Regions from separate parts of the Hordeum vulgare genome. Here region 1 is linked to region 2. The links are chromatin contacts, called in public Hi-C maps. All regions are on one chromosome and are shown on one strand. The core of a region is the stretch at or near the end of the contact, and the rest is flanking DNA. Distances in the headings are between cores, read along the strand shown.

Region 1 (3,428 bases), core at 713-3,212, 170 kb after region 2:
AACAATCTCTTCAGTGGTGCTCAATCACTTTGGGTTTTGGGTTTTGGTTTGGGTGTTTGGAGTTTTTCCTCACTTGATGATTTTTGCTCAAAGTCCTCGAGGAATTGGGTTGCTTTATATGACAAGTATCAATTTCTCTCGAAGCAGCCAGCCAACTAGTGGTTGTGGGGTGGCTATTTATAACCTGGGAGCATCCCGACATGATATGACATTATTGCCCACAATGATATGACCGTTGTGTCGATAGGATTGGGGACAGGTGGCGCGCAACGCGGCAACGATCGGAACTTTCAACTGTGAAAGTCCTCATGTCTCTCATGTTCCTCACTTGAAGGATTTGGTATGTGTAGGTTTGAGTTGAGCATCATGAGGAAATCTTTCCTTAGTATTACCTTGACCCCCTTTAATAGTATGGTGTTCCTATGACTCAAGAATGAAGAAAATGAAACAAAAAGAGTAAATATTCAAGCTTCAAAGTCTTCAGAGCATTTTCTTCTGGACACACCGAATTCCTCATCTTCAGTGTCTTCATGAGGAATAGCAATGTGTTCGCTATCAAAGTCTTCAAGGAAAGACCAAAGTCTTCACCCGAAGACATACAGTTTTAGGGGTCGATATTCTTCGAATAACTCAAACTCCTCAGCGACTTATAGAGCATGTATACACTCACAAACATATCGGTCTCTTAACCTGTAAGTCTTCAATCCACCAAAATCACTAAGGGACACTAGATGCACTTACAATCTCCCCCTTTTTGGTGGTTGATGACAAATATGTTAAGTTTTCAACAGAAATAAAAATATGAAGTGTAAGTAGAGAGTTTGAGGAATTTGATTGCAAGATATGGAGAAACTCCCCTCAAGATGTGCATGATTGAGGAATTTGCTTTGGACTGCAAATGCACATTGATGATTTATATTATGGAGATCTCCCCCTGCAGCTGGTGGTAGCAAAAAACATCATGGTTTGCAGCAAAAAAACGTTTTTCACCCGTCATCAAGGTTGCATCATCTTCACCAATTATGTCGCAAAAAAAGGTTGTCGCCGGTAGTAGCAAATGAAAACACTAGTAATAGCAAATCAAAACACTATTTGCAGCAAATAAAAAAAATCAGTGACCAAATCATGTAATTGGTTCTAACAAAAAAATTGTCGGTTGTAAGATCCCTCGCCGTCGGATGTAACAGCCCTCGGCTTTAGAAATGAATGGTTCCAACAATATTTCCATTGTCGCACGCCATGGTTGGTCGCTCACCATGGCTGGTTGCGCGTCACCGATGGTCACTAACGTCGCACACGTCCTCTTGCAACTCTTCCCGTCGTGACTTGTGTGTCATGTTGTCTTCTTCGCCCCCGTCGTGGCTTGCCCTATCAGCAAGGGCACGTCATGGCGGCCCGCTACGTGTGACGGCGAAGATAGGAGAAAAGGAGCAGTTGCGGAGTTGTAGGGAAGAAGAAGAAGAAGGTGTACGTGGAAAAAACGATTCGAGGAGCGCTCTCGTGATGCACGTGGAGAAAACGATTTAAGAAGCGCTTCCGTTTCTCAAAAAAAAAAAAACTTTCGTGACGCGTCATGAAAAATGATGGTAAGGCTCGCACGCGATCGACTGAGGGTTCGGCTGGCTCCCCGGCCCTAAAGTTTCCCTTTTACTATTTTTATGGTGGCAGGTTGTGACTGGATGGTGGGCCCCACCTGCCATTGACCTTGTGATGGAACCGATGCCTCTCCTTTACAGCAGGAGAGCATGTTTTACATGCAACAAACTGAAGAAAGCCCCTCAGAATAATCCAAACGTTACGGAAGAGGACACCCTGGACATGGACAAGCACATCAGCCAGCGGAGACAGTGCGCTACACGCAGCTCAGCCTCGTAGGGGCAGAAGGGTAACTTCCCGTGCCGTGACAGCTGTATGCCTCGCGTCTTTAATTCCCACTAAACCTCTAATTTTTTTTGTAAATTCCCACTATGACCCTCACCAAGAATTCTCTCCGCTCCTCCACTTCACTCCCCCGTTCTCTTCTCCTTTCGATCTCAATCCCCAAACCCTCTTCCCCTCCTGCTCCCCCGCGTTGCAATCGTCCCAAATCCCGTGGCCACCGGTCTCTCCGCTCTGATTCCTCCGAGATTGATTCGCTGCTCATTCCCTACCAATTCCAGAGCCTGTTCTTACTCTCTCGGGGGTAAAAAAATAGGTACTAGTATATTTAAACAATCCAATCTTGTTTTCAAGTCCTGTCTTTGTCCCGTCGTAGCTTCCATCTCCATTGCTCTGCGCTCGAGATTGCTCCGTAGAGAGCTGGCCCGCCCGTGCGGGGTGGGTGCAGTAAATGCGCGTCCTTGTGGAGAATCCCAAGGTTCCCCGCCCCGAATCTCGTCCTTGTTCCCCCGAGTTAAGAGGCGGAGGTGGTAATTCTCGTACGCGCGCCAATCTTTGCCGCGTTAGTGGATGACGAGCGGATCCTCCTGACTCTTCTTCTCGAGCTTGCCTCCCGCCCTGCCGGCTTTCTCACCACTCTTGAAATCCTGGCGGAGCCGTGGTGCCCATGGATTTCCTCGTATGCGTCTGCCTCCTCCAACTGCTGTTCTTGCGCTCTTCTCCGGTTGCGGCGCAGCAGCCGGCGAGGGCCCTGGACGCAATGCTGCAGGAGTACGCGTACCGGGCCCTCGTCCGGCCGCGCACCGGCATTGTCTACAATGCCACCGTCCCCGGCAACCTCGCTGGCGTCTCGGTGTCCGCGCTCCGCCTGCGCAGCGGCAGCCTCCGGAGGAAAGGTTTGTCCCAGTACTTCCAGTTCGGCCTGCCCACCGGCGTCATCGCGCAGCGGCGCGTGGAGAGGATGGTGCTCGTGTACCACGACCTGGGCAATTGGTCGCAGCACTACTACCCGCCTCCCCCCGGACACACCTACCTCTCGCCGGTGCTTGGGCTGCTGGCCTATGATGCTGTCAACCTTTCGGCAGTGGGGTTGCCGGAGCTGAACATCGTCGCCTCAGGAAGCCCGATTCTTGTAAATTTCAGCAATGCCATGGCGGCGCCGTCAGGCGGCCCAGCACCACGGTGTGTGTGGTTTGACTTGGACGGTGTGCCGCAGTTCCGGGGCCCAGAGGCAGGCAACGTGTGTGCTACGTATCGCCAAGGGCACTTCTCGATAGTGGTGAACTCCAGTGAGGGTGCTCCGGCTCCATTGCCACCCGGCGCAATTGCCCCGCCGATACCGGCTGCCGGAGGTCGCACGAAGGGGGACTCGCAGGCTTGGAAGGTTGCCGTTGCCGTGGTTGGGGGCGCCATAGCATTGGGGCTGTTATCTTCAGTTCTTCTGTGTCTGGTGAGGCATAAAAGGGCCAAGAAGTTGGAGGTGATGGAGCGGAATTCAGAGGTTGGGGAGACATTGCGCATGGCGCAGGTTGGGCGGGCACAAGCACCTG
Region 2 (3,825 bases), core at 763-3,262:
CCGTATGTAGTCTATAGTCAAATTTTTAAAAGGTCTTATATTTCGAAACGGAGGGAGTACATAGATAAGGATAAGATGCCCATTAGAAGAAACATAGAGTTGAACCTGGGCATGAGATCTCAGAGAGCCTCTTCGAGACTGGCACTCTTGACTTTGGTGAAGAATCTGTGATCATGGATATAGTGTACTCCAAGAGAGCTGTCTCCCATCCCTTGGATCTTAGTGGCTGAAAGAAATTCCTTGAACAACAATATGAGTATGAGTAGGTCTTTCTCACTTGGTGTATTTTCCTACAGAGAACTCACCTTGGTGTAGCCTTGAATGACATGATCAGTTACTTTGCTTGGGTCATACCATGCATTACGAACGCCCGTTACGCCGAATTTATCCATGATAAATCTCACCTATGAAAAGGAATGGAACCACAAAAGTTGCAGGAACTAGAAGTATCTCTATTTTGACTATTTAAGAATTTGAACTAAAACCACGGCAAGAATTTAGGAACGGGGGGAGTAAATTCTAAATTTGGTGGGTTTTTCAGGGCCCTAAATTTGGTGTTTTAGTTAGTGGTGAGCCAGGAAAGAGCAACGTACCAGGCTCGCTGCCAGTGAAGATCGTAGAAAAGCCACAAGAAGCTTACGAGACAAAGCTCTGACCGTATCCTGTACTGCCATGGCCAACTTCAGAACAGGCCCTGCAAGCCACATACACATGCCAAGAAACCCTCTCCATATCCTAGCAAATGGATTTGGTGTTGCATTGTTATCATCAGAATCCTTCTTGTCTGCCCCTTCTTGCTCCCCTACGCTGTTTTCTTTCTCACCCTTCCTCCCGAAACCCGGCGCGAAAATCGCCGGTGCAACCAGCACTAGCGCTGCCACCCGCTCGGGTGCCTCGAAGTACGCCTCCACTGCAACGAGGCAGCCGGCAGAGTGCCTGGGATGATCCAAACCGGAACGTTAATCTCAGTGTCCCTCATCAAACAAACTAGCGATGCAGTGATACGGAAAATGCAGTGCAGAGTCTGCATCTGTACCCAACAAGGACGGCCTTCCCAGCACCGAGTTGGTCTATGAATGCCAGTGTGGCCATGGCCGAGAAGGCCATGGAGTAAGGGTTGAGAGGCTTGGTGTCATCGCCAGACCATCTGGCCCGGGAGGTGAGGCCAAACGCCGGCCGGTCGAAGGCGAGAACCTTGGCGCCGGCGATGCGGGCGAGTGGCCGCATGACGCGGCTCCAGGAGAACACCGACGCCCCGAAACCGTGCAGCAGCACTATGGGCAGCCCGACCTGACTCCTGGCGACCTCGGAGCCCGAGGACTGGTCGCCGGAATCCTCGTCCTCGTCATGGGCGCAGACCTTGTGGTGGACCCTGACGCCGTTGATCTCGTAGAAGCTGCTGTCAGGATCCGCGAGCGCGTCAGGGTCGAGGAGGTCGTCCTGGTCGATGCCGGCCACGAGCCGGCGGCGGCGCGGCGGCATCTGCGTACCGCTGTCCGGAACCGATCCTGCATTTGCTTCGGGGGTTTAGTGCGTGCTTGTGTTTGGGGAAAGTTCAGCCACTCGGAGGGGAAAAAATGATATTCGCAATTTCGAACCACTTTCTAGCGCAATGATCCCAATTTTTTGCTCCAACAAGAAGAACACCACAACCTCTTTTTTCAGAGCACCAATTTGAAGCATCTCCTATGGTAATGTGAAATCTTTCACTCCCAATGCAAGAAAAGAAAGTTACCGGCAGGGAACTCGGCGGCGGCGGCTGAAGGCGGGGGAGGACCGGCCGTGCGGCGAGTGCGGAGAAGTGGAGGACGGATCTGCGCGGCGACGGCGGCGGCGGCGGGGAGAATGTGTGCGGCGGCGGGCGGCGGGGGTCGGAGGGAGATGAGCATCAGCATCTGATCAGGCCCCGCTCGGCGCGGGAAGCCGACGGGCGGATGATCGTTGGCTGGAAGGAGTCGGCGAAAGCTTAGCGTGGATTGCGTGGGGGCCGCCGGCAGTGGCACGACGGCCGGGGCTGTAATCCGCGAGCTAGCGATGTGTCAATGCTATGGTAGGTTGCCCCTATTTCAAAATTTGGCTCTTGTGCCGACCGAGTTTAGAGCATCGATTATACATGAGAAGATCCTAAATAATTGTAGCCGGCGAAAATCAGTAATTAGTTTTTTCTAACTATAATTATTTAGATGAAGAGAGTACATTTTTAGAAAATGTTTTTATGAGAGCGCCCGTGTCTTTCCCGGCGGGCAACCCGGGCGAAACCCTAGCGGCCGGGCCAACCACCCCTCCCGAGTCCTCCCCTCCCCCCTCGCTGCCGCCGGGCAAAGCCTGCGCGGCGTCAGCGGCGACGAGCCACTTCGTTCGTCCCTCTCGCGAGGCATGGGTTGTGCGGGGCTGCCCGACCAAGGAGAAGCGTGGGATGGCGCGGAGAGCTCGAGCCGGCTAACGCAGCGGGTTGGAATTGGTGCGCGCCTGGGCGCGGTGATCGCGTGTTGGAGGTTGCGGGGTTGTGGCAGGTGGGCGCGATGGTGACCATAGGCGCGCAGCGGGCGGCTTGTCGGAGATGGCGTCTGTGCATGGCGCCCACGCACTACTCTCGGAGCGGCTTTGCAGCGCGCGGGATGCGGGATGCGCGTGGTCAGCGCCCCTGCGCGGATCTGCTGGGTGGTGGCGCGGGAGGAGGTTGGCGCCACGGCGGTCAGGGGCTCCCGACGGACGCGTCAAATCTCGTCGGCTGGTGGCGCCTGGATGATGGTTGGAGTACTGGTTGTGGCGGTGGATGCTGGTGGGCTCCCCCCTTCATGCGTGTGCACGTCCAGCTCATGGAGCAGGGGCGCCGTCCAGTCTGTTGGTGCTTGGGGAGGGTCGGGCAGACCAGATCCAACACAAAGGTCCAGTCCTAGCGCGCGGTGGTGTGAGCATGTTGGCTTTGACGTGGTTTTTCGCTCTGTTTGGGCACTCGGCGGTGCGGGCGAGTCGGTTTTGGTTCTTCTCCGGTCTTTTCTGAAGCGTCGCGGTGCGAATTCTCACCCACATCTGCGCACGGAGCCTGAGGATGGCCGAAGCCGACTTGGTTCGCCCAGGTCATGCAAGCGGCGGTGCTGACCGGTCAGATTGGTGTGTGCTCGCCTAGTTCTGCGTGCGGCGGCTATGATTACGTGCCTGGTAGTGTGTGCTTGGCCCCATCCTGCTCGGTGGCGCTGGGTAGGTCTCGGATCCTGGATGATTGGTGGAAGACTTGGCTCCGGATGAAAATCCTGCATCGACCTCGTCGATGCCGACGGTAATGATATTTATGGATGTCGTCTTCCTTCTTGGAGGTGTCTTCGTGGAGCTCATTGTTCTTCCTACCTCATGGCTGAGGTCTCCGGGTGAAAACCTTAGATCTGGCGGAGTCAGATTGGATGACGGTGGTGTTCCTGATACCAATTCCTTCTTAGAGGCGTCATCTTGGTGACCTCATCAATGGATTCCGACGGTGTGCACGGTTGTTGGCGGAGCATGGATTTGTGTTGGTGTCGGCGGGATTTTTCTTTTATTTTCCTTCTGCACTAGCCTTTTTGTTGTGCTTTCCTCCTTTGGAGGGCTCTTGTTACTCAACTTATGATCAATGAATTTGGCAGTTCTCCTGCCAACGTTCAAAAAAAAGTGCTTTTACATTAAAAAAAACAACTCCAACAGATGATCTATATAGGAGATGTAGAAGAGCAACTCCAATAGTTGAAGCAAAATGGAGATGTAAAAACTAGTGGACAGCGACCGAATCGGGGCAGCGATAGTGGGGACGGCGGCTGCGCGGTGCGATTCAGGGCGGCAACATTGGGGCAG

What was found. A called contact is a pair of places that touch in the nucleus more often than the background predicts.
Region 1: a contact with region 2 is called in a Hi-C map of leaf, with 5 times the contacts expected there. The contact joins the promoter of LOC123452834 here to the promoter of LOC123395280 in region 2. A contact is called at or near these places in 5 of 6 Hi-C or Micro-C datasets (leaf and seedling) and 1 of 1 datasets of contacts at active chromatin or transcription factors (embryo).

The regions. Positions count from the first base shown.
Region 1 is chr5H:321,535,775-321,539,202 of MorexV3_pseudomolecules_assembly, forward strand. It overlaps LOC123452834, which reads left to right and starts at 1,963. Exons shown (of 1, transcript XM_045129557.1): 1 at 1,963-3,428. The coding sequence starts at 2,546.
Region 2 is chr5H:321,369,073-321,372,897 of MorexV3_pseudomolecules_assembly, forward strand. LOC123395280 (bifunctional epoxide hydrolase 2) reads right to left here and starts at 2,013. Exons shown (of 6, transcript XM_045090256.1): 1 at 1,736-2,013; 2 at 1,037-1,508; 3 at 594-936; 4 at 306-404; 5 at 106-226. The coding sequence starts at 1,895.